Regions from separate parts of the Macaca mulatta genome. Here region 1 is linked to region 2. A link is a contact called in public Hi-C data. All regions are on one chromosome and are shown on one strand. The core of a region is the stretch at or near the end of the contact, and the rest is flanking DNA. Distances in the headings are between cores, read along the strand shown. Region 1 holds the start of FICD (FIC domain protein adenylyltransferase). Region 2 holds the start of WSCD2 (WSC domain containing 2).

What was found. A called contact is a pair of places that touch in the nucleus more often than the background predicts.
Region 1: a Hi-C map of fetal cortical plate shows a contact between it and region 2, with 2.0 times the contacts expected there. The contact joins the promoter of FICD here to the promoter of WSCD2 in region 2. A contact is called at or near these places in 2 of 14 Hi-C or Micro-C datasets (fetal cortex germinal zone and fetal cortical plate).

What each region holds. Positions count from the first base shown.
Region 1 is chr11:115,643,780-115,648,589 of T2T-MMU8v2.0, reverse strand. FICD (FIC domain protein adenylyltransferase) reads right to left here and starts at 2,609. Exons shown (of 3, transcript XM_001095158.5): 1 at 2,375-2,609; 2 at 480-838. The coding sequence starts at 780. All of the region lies in intron 1 of LOC107001006 (a long non-coding RNA gene), which reads left to right.
Region 2 is chr11:115,258,372-115,263,171 of T2T-MMU8v2.0, reverse strand. It overlaps WSCD2 (WSC domain containing 2), which reads right to left and starts at 2,509. Exons shown (of 8, transcript XM_077954859.1): 1 at 2,210-2,509; 2 at 1,969-2,123.

The sequences.
Region 1 (4,810 bases), core at 1,360-3,859, 390 kb before region 2:
TCATCTGACAATGCACATTCAGTCCCCACTACAGAGAACTGGTGGAGGTGGGGAGCCTACTCTAGCCATAGCCTTCCTGTCCTGGCCCCTCTCGGCCACCTGAGGATCAGCTCCACACATTCAACTTCCTTTAGTTCCTCGAATGCCCCCAGGCTCTCTTATGACAGTTATGTCAGTTATGACAGCTAACCTCTGGTCTCTGCCTGGAGTCCTTTTCCTTGGATGACTCCTACTTAACAACTGGGTCCCAGCTCAGGTGTCACTTCCTCTAGGGAGCCTTCCTGGTATGCTCCTACAGCCCTTTGTGCTTCCCCATCACCACACTTGTGACACTGTCTCAGTCACGTCACCTTGTCTATACTAGGAGCTCAGGGCTGACTTGTTCACAATACCCCGATGCCCTGCACACAGGACATGGCACACATTCTATGTCTGTCTGCTTAGTTAACAAACATTGAGGAAGACAGCCAGTCTCTTACCTGGAGAGGCCTTGGTCTTGGCCACCAGCAGCGTCACGCCCCTGGAGGTGATGCTGAGCTCCGTGGATGGGCTGCTGCACTTGGCGGCGGCATGCTGCGCCCTGTCCAGTTTGCTCCTGAGCAGGTAGAAGCCTTTGAGCACAGCCAAGCACTGCTCTTCCACAGCCCCCAGGGGCAGCAGCAGGGCCAGCAGGGACCCCAGCACCATGCTCAGCAGCGTCACCCAGAGGAAGCGGCCCCAGACTGAGACCCATTTCGGTTCAGTCACCGCCATCACTGAAGCCATCGGCATGAGCATCATCTGGACTCAGGAGAGGGCCCTTTGCGCATGTCCACAGGCAGCTGAGACACAGCAGGATCTGCAAGGAGCCAAGAGTCACAGGAGAAATAGACACGTTCAGGACACGGCGTGACTTCAGCCAGGAAGATGGGTTTGGAGACTTCCTCTTTTAGCTCACTAGAGAGACGGGGTGGGGGCAAGTCAAGGAGTGGATCTCACTAGAGGAGGGACCAGCCTAGAAGGACTGGTGCCACCTCCTGAGCAGTGTGACTGTGAAAATAACACTGCTGTGGTCCAACAATTATTGAGCACTTGCTGTAATCCAGGCCCTGTGCTAAGCAACAAAGGCCTCCCATGGGTCATAGTCTTCAACTTGAGCTGATGTTTTCATCCCACTCTCCAGGTGAGGGAACTGAGGTTCAGAGAGGTGAAGTCCCTTGCCCAAAGTCTCGCCGGGAGCAAGTGACAGCCTTAGGACCTGGAACTCAGGAACCCCACGGCTCTAACGTGTTCCCCCTTTCCATACATCCCTGTGGCTTCTGACTACAGACACTGGATTTGTGGACATATGTCAAACATTTGGGACACAAATGACTGACAGGCACACATGCAGATCAGCCACAGCACTTCTGACACCCAATCTTTGATAAGCACAACTGTTGGGTGGCCTCATTTATTGCCCTCACCTTGATATTCAGCCACAGCTCCCACAGTGCCCTTCCCCTCTCTGGCCTTCCGTTTCTGGCCTGTCCAGAAGGGACCCCACCAGGAGGAGGAGCAGTTCGAGCATCTCGAAAGGAACTCAGGCTGTGGGCCACAGTGCTTGGCCTCAGTGACAACAGGGCTTGTATGTACTTGGGGCTGGCAGTGGAAGTGGAGGGGGGCCAGGTATGCAAACACTATGCTAACAATAAGCACTTATTAAGCAACTATGGTGTGCTAGGTGCTGAGCTGTGTACTGGCCACACATTGCCTCATTTCACCCTCATGCCACCCTATGAAAGAAGAGCTACCCCTAGCTCTATTTTACAGACAAGGGAAACCAAGGCACAGAGAGCATAAGTTAAATTCCAGAAGGCCCACAAGAGGTAAACAGAGGCATCCGGAAGGAAACACCAGGGCCTCTGAGCCCGGTCCCCGGGTCTCAACTTCTACCTTATTACTAAGCAGGGCCTGTGCACCTGCTCTGGGCTGGTACTGACCCGGGAATGACTGATGGATCGGGGGTTCGGAGTCTTATGTGGAGCCTGGCCCTTTGCCACAGAACATGAGAAATGGCTTGCGATGAGCTTTAACGGGTGCGCCTGGAGTGCTGCGCGGGTCCAGGGGTGGCTTCCCGAGGGGACAGGCTCCTGGACGGGGCGGTACAGGCAAGGGGCAGTTCGCCGGTGCCAGGGGTGTGTGCGGGGAAGGAATGCGTTCCAGGAGGCGCGAATCTCTCCCCCACACTTCCCAAGAAAAGGAGAACTGAGGCCGGGAGAGGAGAGGGGACCGGTCCAAGTCCCCTCCAGGACTGCAGAGCCTCCCCTTCCCGAACCCCGCCCAGAGCTCGCGGCCCCGCCGCACCCTTCCCGGCTCCGTCCTCTCGAGCCCCTCGGGCTTGCCCCCTTCTCACCGCGCGCGGCTGTCAGAACCCCAACCGCCTTCCCCGCGCTCCCAGCTCCGAGGCCGCCGGCTCCCGGGTCCTCCTTCTCCGCCGGCCTCTGGCCCCGCCCTCGGCGACTCGCCATTGAACCGCCCGCAGCCCTCGTCTCGGCGGATTGGCTTTCTCCACTTGTCCTTCCCTCGCATTTCCGGGTTCCCGCGTCCGCCTCGGCTTCCCCGGGAAAGACGCGCCGTGGGCCACTCCCATTGGTTGTCGCTTGCGTTTGTCCCGTTCATGTAGCAGCCAATAAGCAGCGGGAGGGGCGGAGCCTAGGCCACAGACGGGAGGAGCAGGTGCTGGAAACCCGACGCGCGTGGGGATTTGCGGCACGCTAGGTGGCTGGCCCGGAAATTCTAAGTTCCACGGCGGTGCCTTCCTCGGGTCTCCTCGTCCCGGATCCGCTGTCGTGTGCCTCATTTTTCCCTGGCGTGAAATGAAGAAGCAGATGCTTTCCACCCCTTCACCCTGTTAGCCTCCTTGACTGCGCAGCCCCTGTTCTTAGCCTCCACCCCGTGCTGCTGAATTTGCCGCCGCCTTCTAATTTTCTCTTTCCCTCTCTGTGTCTTTTCCTCCCTGACTTAAACAACTTTTGTTTTCTTTTAAAATACAGGATCTCGTTATGTCGCCCAGGCTGGAGTGCAGTGGAGCAATTGCAGCTCACTGCAGCCTCCACCTCCTGGGCTCAAGCAATCCTCCCACCTCAGCCTCCCAAGTAGCTGGGACTACAAGTGCGTGCCACCACGCCCGGCGAGTTTTCTTTTTCTTTTCTTTTCTTTTTTTTTTTTCTTGAGACGGAGTCACTCTGTTGCCCAGGCTGGAGGGAAGTGGCGCGATCTCGGCCCACTGCAACCTCCGCCTCCGGGGTTCAAGCGATCTCCTGCCTCAGTCTCCCGAGTAGCTGGGATTACAGGCGCACATCATCACGCCCGGCTAATTTTTGTATTTTTAGTAGAGACGGAGTTTCACCATGTTGGCCAGGCTGGTCTCGAACTCCTGACCTCAGAAGATTTGCCTGCCTCATCCTCCCAAAGTGCTGGGATTACAGGCGTGAGGCACCGCGCCCGACCTATTTCTGATTTTTTATTTTCTTTAGAGACAGGGTCTGGCTATGTCACCAGGGTTGGTCTCAAACTCTTGACCTCAAGCTCTTCCTCCACCTTGGCTTCCCAAAGCGCTAAGATTACAGGCATGAGCCACCCCCTCGGTCCTCCCTGACTTTTTAATTTGTATCCTCTCCAGAAGGATCTGGCTAGTTCTTTTGGCTTCCCATAGAGAAATTTTTTCCTTGAAGCAGAGAATGGAAACCTCCATCTTAATCCACAAATACTGAAATTAAACATCTAGGGAGGTGCCCCAGAAACACTAAGTATTTAGAAATCAGCAGTTCAGATTCTGGGGAGTCAGAGAGACCTGAGCTCAAATTCAGACTTTGCCATTTACTCTCTGTGTCACCGTGGGCATGTTACTCCTAGCCTCACTTTCCCCACTTGTAAAATGGGGACAAACGGCCTACCTTGCTTTTGGCATCCAGTTCAGGATTTGCAGAAGGCTTGATGCTTCAAGATCTGACCTCCTCTGTGACAGGTACTGCTCTTGGAGGCAGGGCTAGGTGGTGGTTGTGGGTGTCACTGTTAGGAGTCACATAGCCCTGGGTTCAAATCCCAGCTCTGCCACTTGCAAACTGAATCACATTCAGCAAGTGACTTGATCTAGTTGATCATCTGTCTAGGCTTTTCTGTAAACTGCACACAATGTGATATTACCGCTTTACAGGGTTTTATGTGAGGGTGAAATGAGATTCTATACATCTGGCACAGAGCAAACTAGGTATGTATATATGTATGTATGTATGTATGTATCTATCTATCTATCTATCTATCTATCTATCTATCTATCTATCTATCTATCAATCACATATCTATCTTTTTTGAAATAGGATCTCACTCTGTTGCCCAGGCTTGAGTGCAGTGGCGTGATCTTGCTCACTGCAACCTCCATGTCCTGGGTTCAAGTGATCCTCCCATCTCAGCCTCCCTGGTAGCTGGGACTACAGGCACACACAGGCTAATTTTTTTTTTTTTTTTTTTTTTTGAGACAGTCTTGCTCTGTCACCCAGGCTGGAGTGTGATGTGATCTTGGCTCACTGCAATCTCCACCTTCTGGATTCAAGCGATTCTCCTGCCTCAGCCTCCTGAGTAGCAGGGATTACAGGCGTGTGCCACTGCACTCGGCTAATTTTTTTGTATTTTAATAGACACGTGGTTTCGTTATGTTGGCCAGGCTGGTCTTCAACTCCTGACCTCAAGTGATCTGCCTGCCTTGGCCTCCCAAAGTGCTGGAATTACAGGCTTGAGCCACCGTGCCTGACCAGAAGATCCATAGTTTTTAAGGAACAAAATCAGGGTG
Region 2 (4,800 bases), core at 1,260-3,759:
CTGACCAGTCCACTGAATTCCCTGACAATTTCAGCATCCTCCCATGCGAGCATACGCATGCACACACACACACACGTACACACACACTGCTGTAAGACACTTCTTTCCCCAGCGTGACTTGTCCTGCCAAGAACAGTAGCCTTGTCTGCCCAGCATGGGGTAGTTCTCAAGCATCAGCTGACTGAGTGCCCTACACGCAGACATCCTGAACTTCTCTGCCCTGGTCCCTAGAGAGCTGCAAAGTTGAAGCCATGGAGACTGCCTACCTCCACCTCCTGATGTCCTGGCGATGCAGCAGCTGGATGCACCCAGAGCTCCCAGACCACCGTGGGCTCCCCACTAGGAGTGGCTGGTCCAGCAGAGATTTTATGAGAAAGCAGAGAGAGGGCGGGGACTGCAGTGTCAGGTGACTGGAGAGAACAAGGGCCCTGCCATGCAGTCAAGGATCACCTGGTGTTCGGTGGGACAGGGCCAGCCTCCCTGGGGAAAACAGCATCCAGATAGATGCCCACACACAAGACCCGAAAGCAGGTAGCCTTGGCACCGTGGAGCTTCACTCTTTGCTAAACTCTACACTCAGCACCCTCCAGGCACCATCTCAGTTAGCCCTCTCAACAGCTCTCTAAAGTAGGAACTGGGAGCTCCCCATCCTACAGTGGAGGAGCCGAAGTGTGGAGAGGGAAGTGACTGGTCAAACTCAGATCTGATCTGAGACCTAGGTTTCTTAAATTCTAAATTAAGATCCCCTCCTGGGATTATGAAAATCTCATCAGTGACAATCACTCAGGGCCATAGAGTGTCTGAACTGAACTGGGACCTCTGATGATACATGAAATCTCTTCATTTTTGAGAAGCCGCAACTGAAGCCCAGAGAGGTCTAGTGATTTGCCCAAAGTCACACAGCAAATGAGAGCCAGCTTGAAGCTCAACCTCCTGACCCAGACCCAGGGCTTTTTCCAGGACATCAACGTCAGATTCTGACGCCCTGGAGGAATTCTTGGGTTTTGGCAGCCTAGGGGTGCAGCTCCTAACTTGGCCTGAGATCAGAATCCCACGTCACACCCCAAGAACTGTTTTTTTTTTAAACACAGTAATGCTACTCCTCAGAGGCAGATGCCAAGCCCAAGTAGGTAGCACCATGCCATCTATGGGGCTATGACCACAGGGGCAGCTCCAAAATGATCCTCAGAGACCAGGTGACCTCCTTGGAGCATGCTTTTTACTAATAGAAAAAAACCATCTAACCAAACTCACGAGCTGTGTGCGGGGCTCAGCAGAGCCTCTAGGGGCCTGGAGTGTGAGGATGAGAATGCCAGGAGCCCCTCTCCATGTGGCCCTTCCAGCCCCTTTTCTGCAAAAAGTTTGCACCTCCCCAGGCTCCAATAGGAATGGTCTCATTGAGCAGCCCAGGAAACTTCCCCTATTTTTTTGCTCACCTAAGGAGTAGCCCCTTTGAAGCTGTAAGAATTAGGAAGTGACCTCCACCCTTCCTAGTGGTTCTGCCAAGGAGGTGAGTTGGCTCTTTCGAAGATACCTGGGGCTGCTGGAAGGGCTTGCAAGAAGGCGATTTGGCTGAGTTGGTCCCCTAGTCTCTAGTTCCCTCTCTCTCTTTAGACACACACACACACACACACACACACACGCACACGCACACGCACACCTCAGAATGGACATAAGCAAATCTGCAAGGCACCCTACACAAAGCCCATTGCCTGGGCAGCTCTGGCTGTTGGCATCAGATGACAGGCAGCCTCATTCACCAGAGTATCACCCCCAAGAAACATCTTCTACAGCCAACTTGGAAATATGACTAGCTCCCTCTCCCTTGTTACTCTGCACTGGCCAGAAAGAGGGTGATTCATAAATCAAATTTACGGGGCCCACTGCCTCCCCGCTGGCCCACCTCCGCGGGAGAAGCCCTTGAATGCATGCGTGTAGGGGGCACAGGAATGCCCAGAGGAAAGATGCCTGGATGAGCCGGAATGTCCCACCCTCTGCCAGAAGAGAGAAAGTTTGTCATCTACGCAGAGCTGGGCTGTCACCACTCTGGGTTCTTCACTCGCCGGGCTCTGGACAACGAGCCCCCGACCTGCGGGGAAGCGTCTAGAAAGCGAAGCCCAGATCTGGGGACAGAACACATTTCGCACCAGCTCCGCGCCCCGCTCCCTCCTGGAACCCTCTTCCCAGGGCCAGGCACCTGAGTCCTTACCTGAAGGGTCTCCGTCACTTGTAAACTCTGCCAGCGGAGCTCAGCAGGCACCCGGGGTCCCTCTCTGCGACTCCCGCGTCCCGCTTGGCGCGCCCGCTCTGTGGGCGCCTTCCCAGCTGCTGCAGTGCCTTCAAGGAAAGCGGAGCCTGGATTTCTTTTCTCGCTACCAAGGCTCCTCCTGCCGGGCCCTGGGGCTATTTCTCCAGGTCTGGCTCAAGGGGCATCCTCTGCACCTCCAGTGGGAAAGTGGGAGAGTGTGCGCCTTGAATTGCAGCAGCGGCGACAGCGGTGGCCAGGGACGAGGAGGCGGTGGCGACGCCAGCCGGCAAGCCAGGGAGGCGGGCGGAAGCGAGAGGAAGTGAAAGCCGGGCTCCTACGAGCCTGGCGCTCGGGCGGGCGGCACTGCGATGCCCCGAACCGCGACGAGGCCCCGCGCGGGCACCCGCCCAGGGGATGGAGATGCCTGGGCCCGGTGCGCGCAGGACACTGGCTGCGGCTCGGCGCGAGGCTCCAGCCGTCTGGCTCTCGCTGGCTGCCTCGCCCCTGCCTCCTCGGCTGCCTCGCTCGCTCCCCCGGACTTCACGTCTCCAGCCCTAGCTCCCTGCGCCGCTGCCGCCGCCGCCAGCAGCGCGCCTCAGCCCGGCGCGCTCCTCGCACGGAGCCACAGCACTGCCTACCGCTTAACTCCTTGAATGCCACCTGGCCCTCCTGCAGCCTCCCGGGGAGCCGGGCATACCCGGTGCCAGGCCGGCTAAGCATATCCAGCAGGGGCCTCAGCCTTCCAGCCTCAGTGTCCTCTTCTGTAAAATGGGTTCGAGACCCAAGCCCAAGCCATAGGGTCGCTGGAAAAATTCACTGAGCGGATTTCGCAAAGTACCAAGCTGCCTGACATGGGGAGTGTGCACCTCAAGTGGCAGAGTGCTTGCTGCTGCTGCAACTGCTACTGTTGTCGACCAAGTAGCTTAGCACGGTGCCTTGCAAATAGTAAACACCCAATAAAGCGCAGTTTTGGTTTTTGGTATTTAGTTTGCAGTTTTATCAGGTGATAAGTTTTAGCGGTGTGACCTCTGGGTGATCATGATCACTTGCCCTCTCTGAGTCTGTTGCTTTCCAAGCTCTGTGACCTTGGGCAAGTCACAGCACCTCTCTGAACCTCTGTGTCCACATCTGTAAAATGGGAACAGTAATGCCCGCAGTCAAAGAGTTCCCAGAGAAGCTCTGGCAGAGGAGCCCTTCTCATGACGGAGCAGGACACCTAATGGGAGCTGGACATCTTTTCTTTCTTGATCTGGTTGGTGGCTCCACAGGTGTTTGTGACATGTCGTTGAACTGTACATTTACATATCAAGTGCTTTTCTGTGCATGGGTTAAATCTTAACCATTTTCTTTTTTGAGTGACGATCCTTGAGCAAAACAGATCTGGGTTCAAGCATGGGCTCTATTACTTTCTGGTTGTGTCACTGTGATCAAGTTATTTCATCTTGAGGAGCCTCAGTTTCCTCGTCTATAAAGTGGGAACAATGATAGTACCTACTTGATAGGTGATATAAGGATTAAAGGGTTTCAAGCAAAATGGCAGATGTGAAGCTTGAGGCCTGAACTCAACCAGTATCTGCTGGTACTGATCACATATTCTACAGTATTATATGTGTCCCATAGTAAAGGGGTGTCTGGGAAATAACAAAGAGAACTGAATTTGAATCTCTGCAACAGTTGCCAGGTAGAATACAGGATGCCCAGTTAAATTTTTAGTATAAGTCTGAAGTTTTACATGGGATATACTTTCACTATTTTTTTACATTGTTTACTTGGAATCCAAATATAATTGGATGTCCTTCATTTTATTTTGCTGCATCTTGCAATCCTAACCCCATAATTATCAGCTGTGTGTCCTGGGGTAAATGACTTAACCTCTCTGGCCTTGGTTGCCCAATCTGTAAAATGGGACTAAAGATTTCTTCTAATGTTGACAAGAGAATGAAATTGATTAAAGTGAGTGGGTGTTCCTAGCGGCACATAGTAAGCCCTCCACATTTGTTCCATACGCTTCCTGTCAATCACATCCCTCCTCTTCTGTTCTTCCTCTTTTTCCCTACCTGTCTTGAGGTCGCCAGGCCTCTGCACAAGCATTGTTTAGCCCTCTTGCTGGCCTTCAAAACTAGCAGATTACGATTAGCTATAAAAGAATAAGCAGTAAAGTTTTAGAATTTTCGTCTAAAACACACACGCAATCAATTTTGCTAAGAAGGGATGAAGTCTCTTTTTTCTAGACCTAACCATTGAGCACACTCTAATTTTTGCTAAGGGCTTGTGCTCCACCCCTGTGTATCCCTGACATGATTTGTGTTTCAGGTTTCTGAGCGGAGCCTCATCGTCTCTCGTTGCGTTTTATTTCAGCTCAGAATTTTATTGTTTCTGGCTGAAGTCTGTTACAGGACTCACAGAGGAGGGAGAAGAAACAAAGCAATCTTTGAAATAAATTATAAAGAGCAAAACAGGGTGATGTAAGAGAGTTTCCGAGCATTAAGATCGGCCGACGCCTCCGAACTACGTTCATAAAACGAGTCACTACCCCGTACATCACTGTCATT